Regions from separate parts of the Hordeum vulgare genome. Here region 2 is linked to region 1. A link is a contact called in public Hi-C data. All regions are on one chromosome and are shown on one strand. The core of a region is the stretch at or near the end of the contact, and the rest is flanking DNA. Distances in the headings are between cores, read along the strand shown. Region 1 holds the start of LOC123448182 (protein IQ-DOMAIN 6-like). Region 2 holds the start of LOC123417211 (pathogen-associated molecular patterns-induced protein A70-like).

What was found. A called contact is a pair of places that touch in the nucleus more often than the background predicts.
Region 2: a Hi-C map of leaf shows a contact between it and region 1, with 5 times the contacts expected there. The contact joins the promoter of LOC123417211 here to the promoter of LOC123448182 in region 1. A contact is called at or near these places in 2 of 6 Hi-C or Micro-C datasets (both in leaf).

Annotation. Positions count from the first base shown.
Region 1 is chr1H:485,890,090-485,895,448 of MorexV3_pseudomolecules_assembly, reverse strand. LOC123448182 (protein IQ-DOMAIN 6-like) reads left to right here and starts at 2,457. Exons shown (of 4, transcript XM_045124996.1): 1 at 2,457-2,808; 2 at 2,926-3,156; 3 at 4,239-4,352; 4 at 4,435-5,333. The coding sequence starts at 2,557. The coding sequence ends at 5,073.
Region 2 is chr1H:486,234,950-486,240,308 of MorexV3_pseudomolecules_assembly, reverse strand. LOC123417211 (pathogen-associated molecular patterns-induced protein A70-like) reads right to left here and starts at 3,320. Exons shown (of 1, transcript XM_045106888.1): 1 at 1,577-3,320. The coding sequence starts at 3,305. The coding sequence ends at 1,827.

The DNA of each region.
Region 1 (5,359 bases), core at 1,208-3,707:
TTGACCGGCTAGGTGAGGGCGTGGGTGGCAACCTAAAGCCGCTCAAGCCATTTTTTTGCCGGTTGACCATAGACGGACTTATTTCGGCTCGTGGGGGCGCCTTAACGGTTTGAGATGCTCTTAGGGCCAGTTCTGTTCACCTCATAATTCTTCAAAATCATAATTCTCGGAAACTGCCCACATAATCGTCTCGCCACAAAATTGTCTGTCCAGTTCTTTTATGTAATTCTAGCATGTAATTGTTGTTTGAGTTGTATGTTAAAATGTCTAAAACGCCCCTAGACTGAAAATGGAGAAGGGGAGGCGGCGGCGCAAGAGCAGGGTGGTCGGGCGGGGAGGCGTCGAGATGTGGCGGCCCGACTGGAAGGAGAGGAGGAGAAGGGGTGGCGGCCTGGAGACGTGGGAGCAGGGTGACCGGGTAGGGAGGCATCGAGATTTGGCAGCTCGGCGGGATGGAGAGAAGGAGAGGGGGCGGTGGCGGCGCAGGAGTAGGGTGGCCGGGTGGGGAGGCGTCGAGATGTGGCGGTCCGGCGGCATAGGGTGGTGGCCCAACGACGCAGGAGCAGTGTGGCCGGGCGGGAGGCGTCGAGATGCAGCGGCCCGGCGGGATGGATATGAGGAGAAGAGGCGGCGGCGGCGCAGGGGTGGCGGCCCGGCTGTGCAGGACTAGGGTGGCCTGTCTGGGGAGGCGGCGACGCAGGGTGGCGGGGATCTGACGGCTGGCGGCGGCACTGGGGTGGTGGAACGAAACGGGTGGCTCTGTTTTGGCCCTGTTGCGGTGTATTCCTAGTGGCAATTTGAACGTAATATCGCCATTCAATAGGGATAGCAGTTCAAAACGAAAGGTTTTCTTTTGAGTGGCTGGCTAGAATTGTCAGAATTGTCTGGTTTTCACAATTCTGAAAATGCACTAGTAATTCTCGTAATTCTCACATAATGATCGGGAAGAAACGAGTTCTTTTGAAATTGTAATTTCTCGGGAAATAATTCTTAAGAATTGAGTCAAAAGAACTGGCCCTTAGCTATCGAGTACACAGAGGTCCATCCGCCTGGTGACGCCGGTTGTAGATATTTTTATCATGGGCACCGCTCTGCGTCGGCGTACCAGCGCGAGCGCTCCCGTCGGTCGGGCGACAGTCGTTCGATATGACTGCGATAGCCGGCGCACAACCCCGCGTGCCTCCGACTTCCTGCCGCACGAGCACCCCATCCCTCTCCCCCTGTCGTCGCCGCTCGTGCGCGCACACGCTTGTCCCCCGAACTCCAGTTTGAAGCTTTTTTCACTTTGGTTGAAACTTTTTTCATGTCATTTGAAGCTTTTTCCATAACGATTGAAGCTTTTTCCATGTCGCTTGAAGCTTTTTGCTGGTTGTAGCAAAAATGACAGGCTTTCCTCGTCGGTCTGTGGTTGAAGCTTTTCAGACATATGGTTGAAGCTCTTGTGTCAACGATTGCAGTTTTTTGTGTTTCGCTGTCGCCGGTTGAAGCTTTTTTCTAACCGGTTGAAACTTTTTTCATCGTCGGTTGCAACATTCGCGGTTTGCGTGGTGGGTGGCCCTTGATTCCCCTCGTCTCTGGTTGAATCTTTCGACAATGCCGGTTGTAGCATTTTTTATCGCCGGTTTGAAGATTTTTTCGTCCCCGGTTGCAACATCGTCTTCTCTGTCATAGCTTTTCGTCTCCAACACCGGTGGCATCCGATGCGATTCCATGACGGCCGACGGAACGAGATCCAACAGGGGAGAGACGCCGGCCTAAAGGAACACCGCGGATCTACCCGACGAAGGCAGGGGCCGGCGATGTCGACGGCAACAGCGCAGGGGCGCGCGGGGGAAGTACGCGAGGGGACGACGACGGCCTGCGCAAAGGGAAACGCCGATCCACGCAAATCGAATGAATGTGGTGCGTCCGGCCGAAACGGTTCTCCGAGAGCGCCGTGTATAGATGTTTATCATTCATCTATACTTGTGAGAAACAGCGCGTGAAAGCGCACCAATGGTCCGTTGTGCCCACGGCTCCCGACGCCTTGCCGTGGCGAGGCCGCCGTCGACCGGCCAGCGCGAGCCCATCGTCCCCGCCTCCCCCAAGGCCGTCCGTTACTGACATGTGCGCCCACGTTCGCCGTGGACCCGACGGGTCAGCGTCCCGGGCCCATCCCACGAGAAAGCCACGTTCCAGACGCGTCCTTCTTTCCCGGAAACCGACGCGCCACGGGAACTCCGGCGTGCCTCCTCCCACCTGAACCAGCAAACACGTGGGTCCCACCCCCAACTCGAGTGCCGGGCCCGCGGTCAGCGTCCCCGGCGTGCTCGCCATCGGGGCCAGCTTTCCTTGTCGCCGTTCGAAATTCGAATCGAACGCCCTCCCACGAGCACGAGGCGGAGCGAAACGGACGGTCGGAAGCTCCCCCCGGAGGAGAGAAAAAGACAACGGCTACCTCCCCCACCACCCCCGCTTCCGTTTTGTCTCGTCCACATCGGCGTTCTTCTTCTTCATCGGTCGTCACCCCTTTCCTCCTCAGTCCTCACTCACGCCCGCAGTGCCACGCGGACGTCGATGGGGAAGTGGATCAGGTCGCTGGTGGGCCTCAAGGCGCCGTCGTCGTCCGCCGCGCCGGGGAAGGGGCCGCGGAAGTGGAGCCGGCTGTGGCGGGGCGCGTCCAGGGACGCCGCCGGGGGCTCCGAGACGTCCTCGACCACGTCGTCCACGGTCGTCGCGGCCGTGGCGCGGGCGCCGCCCGCAGACTTCCGCGTGATCAGGCAGGAGTGGGCCGCCGTCCGCATCCAAGCCGCCTTCCGCGCCCTCCTGGTATGGTAAACCCAACGCGCAGATTACTCCCACGGTTTCGTGCCACCACTACGTATTCTGATCTCTGATGCGCTGCTGGGTGTCGATGAACTGATGATCTCGCGTGCGGTTGATCAGGCGAGGCGGGCGCTGAAGGCGCTGCGGGGCATCGTGCGGCTGCAGGCGCTGGTGCGCGGCCGGCTGGTGCGGAGGCAGCTCGCCGTCACGCTCAGCCGCATGGAGGCGCTGCTGAGGGTGCAGGAGCGCGCCATGGAGCGCCGGGCGCGCTGCTCCGCCGACGCGCACTCGCAGTCACAGGACGCGCCCACCGACCGCAACGGCCGCGCCCACCCTCTCAGGGAAACCGAGGTGCACACGTGTTTCCATCGCAACATGTCGTACTATTTGCATTACTCGGTAATGTTGAGAATGTACATGTCATTTTTATTCCTGCAATGCAAAGCTGACTGAATGGCTCCATTCCTTGTGGTGAGAATATGTTTTTTTTTTTTTTTGTGGGGAGCATTTGATGGAGGATCGGAGGAGACTGTGCCTTCCTGAAATATGGGCCTCCACTTCTTCTTTTTAGTTAGTTGTGGCCCATGGGCTCTGTTGTTGAGTCCACTCGCTTCCATTCCGAAAGGGAAAAAAAAACAGTCGTATGATGGCACAAATATTAGTTTCCTCCAAAAGAATGCCATTTAGTATTTTTTATCAGATCTGAATTCTAGTTATGGAGTAGTAACAAATCTTGACATGCACACGTTCTGCATCTAGTTGGTAAATAATTACTTGTACAAACAAAATTTTATTTGACCATGCGTTTTGGAGATCGTTTCGCTTCGAGTGAATTCCGGGATGATTTTGAAGCTGGAAATCGTCATCTGAATGCTCGACTCCCAAAGGGAGTTCAATTTAGTTCAAGTAGGTTCTTATATTTCAACTCTTGTATTTTTCTTTTCTTCTAGAGCAGCTTATGCATGATTTGAAAGGTTTGTACTGGTTCCTTAAAGAGAAAGAGATGTCTGGCTTAATATGGCTACTTTTATCTGAGAAGGACTTCTACCAGTATGACTAAGACTGATACGGACAGTTAAACTTCTTTTGTTTCGGATGATGATTGAGTCCATTATAAGATTGTTGGATTTTGCTTTCACATGTACCATGCATGTTTGAATCGATCCTTGTAGTGACGATGTTAGGTGAGAAAAGCAATACGTATACACCAAGGAGATGATATCTTATGCAATTAGTGATAGCCAACCATGTTTTAAGTTCAGAACACAGCTTACACACAATGGAGCCCAGAGGACATTTTTACATTTCTGTAAACTAATGAGGATGAGCAAATATAATATATTTGGTGTTTCCATTGGAGGAACTATGTAAGTTGATTAAGAGATGTGATATCATACTGGTTTGTGACGTAACTAACATTGTTAGCACTGTAGGAACAATGGTGTGACAGGCAGGGTTCTGTCAACCAAGTAAAATCAAGGATGCACATGAAGCATGAGGGCGCAGTGAAGAGACAAAGGGCAATTGCTTATGCTCATTCTCACCAGGTAAATGCTGAACCAATGGGAGATCTGTAATACTGCGTACACACCTTAATTTGATACTGAATTTTGCTCATAATTGCTCCAGCGACAGAGTTCAAGATACAGTGGAAGGCCAAGCTCCCCTGCAAGGTCCCTCAGGAACCACGAGTCTTATATAGAAGGATGGATGGCAACAAAACCCTGGGAGAGCACGCATGTGGACTCAAACCTCGGCGAGTCGCGGCGTCTACAGAGCTACAAGGAGAAGATGAACTTTGAAGATTCCAAATATTCATGTGCTGGCTCCATCAAGATCAGAAGAAACAATGAGTCAACCAGGGTTGAAGCAATGCCTCAACTGGCTCTCTCGGCTTCCTCTTCGGACTTTGGGTGCGATGAGAGCTCTCCGTCGACATCTTCGATGACCCCTGGATACTCTGCCAACACCTTGGGATCAGAGGCGAGATCCGGCAGTGGTGGAGGGCCGGGCTACATGAGCTTGACCAAAGCTGCTAAAGCAAGGCTGGAGGACGCCAGCGACAGTCGTAGAGGGCCGTTTCAGCTACAGAGGCAGCGATCTGGGGGCGTGCCGTATTACAACAGAAGGGTAGCACTCTCGTCGTTGGACTCCGAGAGCAATGCCGGCTCGGATGTTTCGGTCGCCGCAAGGAGATTGAACAGCTTGTCTCTGAAAGGCCAGAGCATGACCCGAAGCTTGGACAAGGAGAATGAGAGTTGGTTCTAGGTTGTTACTTGCTCGCATGGACAAACCCAGTTTGCACCTTGCATACTTTTTTCACAAGTTTCTTCTGCTTTAGCATTATATTTGTACACACCCAGTGTCAAGTTCATGTCCTCATTGCTTGCATCAATAAATATCTTAGATGACATTGGTCAGACAATTGCAAAGAACACTGAGTTGGAAAAAAAACGGCCATCTAATGTGTTACTGGCATGTGGTCCCAACCGCCTCACTGAGTTGGTATATCCTCCTAATTTAAAACCTCTTCTGAGACCGTCTTTTGTTAATC
Region 2 (5,359 bases), core at 2,071-4,570, 340 kb before region 1:
AGGGTGCAAGAATGTGGGACTCACCTCTTCTACGAGTGTCACTACACTAGAAAGCTATGGTCTTTGGTCATTGGCAAATACAACATTTTCAGGCTTTACGTGAACGCTTGGCCCTTGTTTCACTAGGTCGAGGCTTGGTGGACAAGTACTTGTGACGGCGTCTTGTCATTCACACAAGCCAAGTCATCTCTCATCATGCTCGCCTCATGAACTATCTCATACGAGCATAATGCAAAAGGCTTTAGGCAGAAGAGCGTGCCACCTTCTATTTTGCTTGCCTCCATCGCGGCTGAGGCCAGCCTCTCGATCAACGTCTCGATCAACGTCGGTGCCAAAAAAAAATAGGATTCATAATATTGCGAAAGTAATTCACATGCCGTGTAATCGCGTAGTTTGTAACAAACTCTAGCCTTTCTTATTTAAACAATGAGTGAAAGCTTTTGCCTTCATTTTAAAATAAATAAATACTCAGTTTGTCATGTACTGTATTATACAGTAACGATTTCAACGAAATTCTTTTGTGTCATACCGCTAACCAAGCACTACTCCTGCTTATTTCCTTCCCTTCCATAATATAAGATCGTTTTGTACCAAATATTAAGATGGATGTAACGAACCATTCTACCCCGATCAATCGTGCCATTATATTCTACGTATACCCTACTAGTTGGCGGCAAAAAAATATAAAAAAAAAAAACTACCCTACTACCACTAGATTTCCATAAGACATTACCAGCGAAACACGCACGGCAGAGCAAGCATTTCGATTCGAGACGGGTCACTCCTCGCCGAGATGGAGATGCCGGCGTTCCGATTCAAGACGGACACATACCTGACCACGCCAGCGGCCGTCTCGGCCACGCTTGGCCGAGATGCAGACGCGGGCGTTTCGATTCGAGACGGACGCAGACTTGACCTGCGCTCGCTTGCCGGAGAGCGACGGCGGGCCGGCGACCGACGCCGTGTCCACGCCCTGGACCCATCGACTGCAGCCCGCACGAATGTTGGGATATGCTCTGCACTCGCCCATGTCAGCAGGAGAGGAACCAACTTTGTCACGTCGCGGCTTGGCAGTTTACACCGCTGGAGGGCGCGCGACCTGGACATGTGCGGCCAGCGATTAAAGACGACGACGACGACGACGACGACGGATTCATGATCGGAGTAGCAATAAACTTTGCTGCTAAGCACACAGAGAAAATGTGAGGATTTTCGATAAAGTGGAGAAGAGATATGGACCGTGGTGAATTCGAATCCGTTACTGCTTTCTACGATTGACCGACCAGTAGACGGATGGGTCCGAGAGGGAACCATCGCGTCGCGTTCGTGTGGGGTGAAATGCTGCGTACGGCCAACCACAGGCGACGCACGTACAGCGACATGGAAGCGTCGCTTGCACGGGCCATCCCGCCTGACAACTCAAATCCTAAACTCGCTCCCACAACTTAATCTTTCTTCCGTGGCCATGGAAGCTGACAGCAAAAGATCAAGCGAGCGAAGGCGAGAGAGATCGGGACGCACAAACCACCCCGCACCAGCAACGCACGTTCGGCAGCATCACCACTCACTGTTCATCTTCATCAACGCCTACTCAGCTACATGTTGCATGATGCCATTTGGAACACAACCGAGACAGATAGTAGACAGCGAGATCGAACAAAAAAAATGCTCGAGCAATTAACCGTTTAATCAGCGCCACAGTATTACTAGCACACACTCTAATCACAGGCAGGGAAATGTATGTAGTTAATAATCCGCTAATCAATCGCTAAGCATCGGCAGCACGGTGCAATCTTTCTTGTCTTCTCCGGCGGGCTGCTCTGCTACTAGGCGCCGCGGTTGAGCATCTCCTTGTAGTTGAGCAGCGAGTTGAGCCGCTGCAGCTGCAGCTGCTTCCGGAAGCTGTTGATGAAGTCGTCCGCCCGCGCGTCCACGCCGCCCTCCTCCACGGCCTCCTCCATCGGCGGCGGCGGCGGCGGCGGCAGCATCCTCGCCTCCGTGCTCGACTTGCCCATCTTCGCCGCCGGCTTCTTGCCCTTCTTGCTCTGCTCCCGCGCCGGCTCCGACCGGCTCCTGCCGTACTGCGTCGTCTGCGTCTTCTTCTCGTCTGCCGCCGCGACGGCGGACACGGCGTGGTCTTGCGAGGCGGCCAGCTCGGGGGCCAGGTCGCCGGAGCGGAAGCGGTAGAGGCTGAAGGAGCGGAGGCGCTCCAGGACGGACGGCGCGCGCGCGAGCGGCGCCGGCCTGTATGGAGGCACGTACTCCTCGCGGTAGTGCTGCTCCTCCTCCTCTGCCTGCTGCGGCGGCGGTGTCGCGAAGCTGTTGCTGTCGATGAACTCGTTGTCCGCCCTCGCGTGCTCCACGAGGTCGTCGTCGTCCTCCTCCAGCACGGCTGCCTGGACCACCCGAGCCGCCGGCGCCGGGGTCACCTCGGCCCTCCTCGCCTCGGAGCTCGACCTCTTCATCCTGGACGGCGGCGCCCGCCTCGCCTCCTCCCGCGCCGGGGGCTCCGACCGGCTCCTGGCGTGGTGAGCATCTCCGACCGTCGGCGCCGGTTCAGGAGAGACCGTCACGTCCCGCGAGTCGGCCCCAGCACCGTACTCGGGCGGGAAGTCGCCCGAGCGGAAGCGGTATAGGCCGATGGAGCGGAGGCGGTCGAGCACCGACGAGGTGCGCGCGAGCGGCGCCGGCGGCGGGGGCACGTACTGCTGCTGCTGTTGCTGCTGGTCGCGGTAGTACAGATCCTCCTGATGCTGCTGCTGCTGCGGCTCCACGTGTTGGAACCGTTGTTGTTCTTGCTGGTGGTGGTCGTGGCGGCGCGCGTCGTCGGCGTCGTGGCCGCCCTGGCGGCGGCGCTGGTGGGAGCGGGAGGTGAGCAGGATGGTGCCGATGACGAGGTTGACGGTGAGGAAGAGCGTGGCCGGCGTGAAGAAGCCCCGCACGGCCTCCCACGCGCCGAGCGCCGCGGCCGCCGCGCCGTCCATGTGCACCGGCTGGCAGGGAGGGAGGGAGGAGGGCGCGCGGTTGGAGAGCAGGATGTGGGGATCGAGGGGGAGGTGGTGGCCGGGGTGGATTGGCGCTGGATGATGGGGTTGGGTTGCGGGGAGTCCTACAACTAGAAGCGGTGGTGGTGGGCAAGCGATTAAATGGTAGTATGGTGGTGGTGGCTGGGGATCGGGGCGCTGACTTGGCGGGTGGAAAACGTGGGAATCCAAGTGCCGAGTGCCGACCCGCCGGGATCGCGGGCGGACTGGCCGCCCCCCTGCCTGCATGGCATCTGTGGGCGGGCCACACGGACGCGGCATCTCACTCACGCTCCGCACGCAATTGCCGGCAGATTTCGCTGCCGTCGTGTGCATGCAGCCAAGCCAAGTTTTCCTCCACCCACCGGCCGGCTCCCGACTCATGAGAGCTAACTCCAACCAACCACGCGACCCATTTCGTCGACCCGTATTCGTTCAGATCGTCGCGAACGGAAAACACAAACCAACACGTCGATTAAATAGACGCATCTACGCTTTTCATTCATTTTGTGTCTACTCCAAGTTTAAAATTGAAATGAATTTGCGTCCACGCGTACAAAAGACGTACACGCGACGCCCGCCCTTCTCCTCCCCCTCACCCTCTCGTCGGTGGCACAGAGCCATCATTTCCACCAAAAATTTCTCGCCCACCTCTCCCCGCGCGCCCTGGACGACGACGCGCCGACCCTCGACGCCGGGAGCCGCGGCAAGCGAAAAGGTCCGGCGCCGGCCAAGAAGAAGAAGGTCCTCACGCCCGAGGAGCGCGTCGGACAATCGTTGAGGAGGAAGAGCCGCCGGCATCTGCAAAAAGCCAGGAACGAGGTCGCGGCCGCGTCATCCCTCACCGTCGCCTTGGAGGAAGAGGCCAACATCATGAAGAACAGTCAGCTCGTCCGCGACGCTACGAAGCAAACCCTGCTGATGCTAGGGTTAAACCCAAGCAGCACGGGCTTGTTGCTGCCATTGCGGCCACGTCTAGCACCGGCTCGTAGCCCCTTCGTCACCAACTTCCGGACTCGCTGCGCATGTCCTCCACGCCGGCGACGCACGGCTTTCAGCGGCGCCACCCGCAGACCTCCTGTCCTGTCCTACACTACAGGCTCCGGTTCACCCTAGATGAGCGTGATCGCACCTGGCACTCCAGCACCCGCGGGCATCGACCTCAATGTTGTGCTTGTGGGCGGTGGATTGTCCTCCGGGGGTGCGTGAAAACGGCCTCGTGAGCTCGCCGCCGACGCCATGGAGAACGCCCGCGACCTGTTCGACGGAATGCCGACTGCGAAAGACGAGGCCAACCGCGTGCTCATGGAGGGCCTCATCTTCAAAGGTGGTGGCCGTGGCATCCCTTACGATCCCGATGAGATGCAAAGCCAAGATGGCATGGTGTACTCGTTTGGTGAAGGCATTCCCGACCCCTTATGGAGGACCAACTCGGCTTGGGCAACTCTTTTCCGCTTGATCACAAGTTCTCGAAAGACTATGGCCTTTAATGAAGAGGATGATGAAGTGGACATTGATAGAGAGCCTTTGTTCGATGAGCTCCCCGCCCAAGCCAATGCCAAGAATAACAAGCTGAAGAGCAAGCGGACCAAAGCATACACACAAAATGAGGATAAACTTCTTTGTGACTGTTGGAGAGACATTGGTCAAGACCCCAAGATAGGTTCCGAGCAAAAGGCTTCGACATTTTGGCAAATAGTGCATCACGAGTTCCACGAGCACAAGAAGGTTAAACCATACCGAATGAAGAGCAAGCGTGGGTGGGTCTCTCTCGACAAGCGTTGGAGGATGATACAACAAAAGTTCAACAAGTTTTGTTCCACTATTAACTCTTAAGAGCATCGAGGCCTGTCCCGTGAGCGGCATCGACATGAAAGACATAGTAAGCCGACATGCTTTTTTATATTGATTGTCCTGTATCTTGCCTACTTTGGTATGTTGACATGCTTGCTCATTTGTAGGTCTTCCAAGCTTTGAAAGCATTGAAGGTCCACTATAAGGCAAGTCTTTCACCTCACTCCTTGTTGGATGATCATCAATGAAGAAGAAAAGTTCAAAGCACAATATGCTGTCGTCAAGGCGCGTGGAGGAAAGGAAGCCCTTGAAGAGCATGGTGAGGGTCGGAAGTCGCGGTCGCGTGGGTAGACCAACTTCAAGAAAAAGGACATGCGTGAGGCGACGTCCCTTGTCTTGCAAGCTACTTTGCAAGGCATGATCGCGAACAAAGACTCAAGGAAGAAGAAGCATCGACAAGATAAGGATGAGCAAATTAGGGCTTTCATGAAGATACAAAACAAGAAGCTCGCGTTAGAGACGGAAAAGCAAGCGAAGATGCT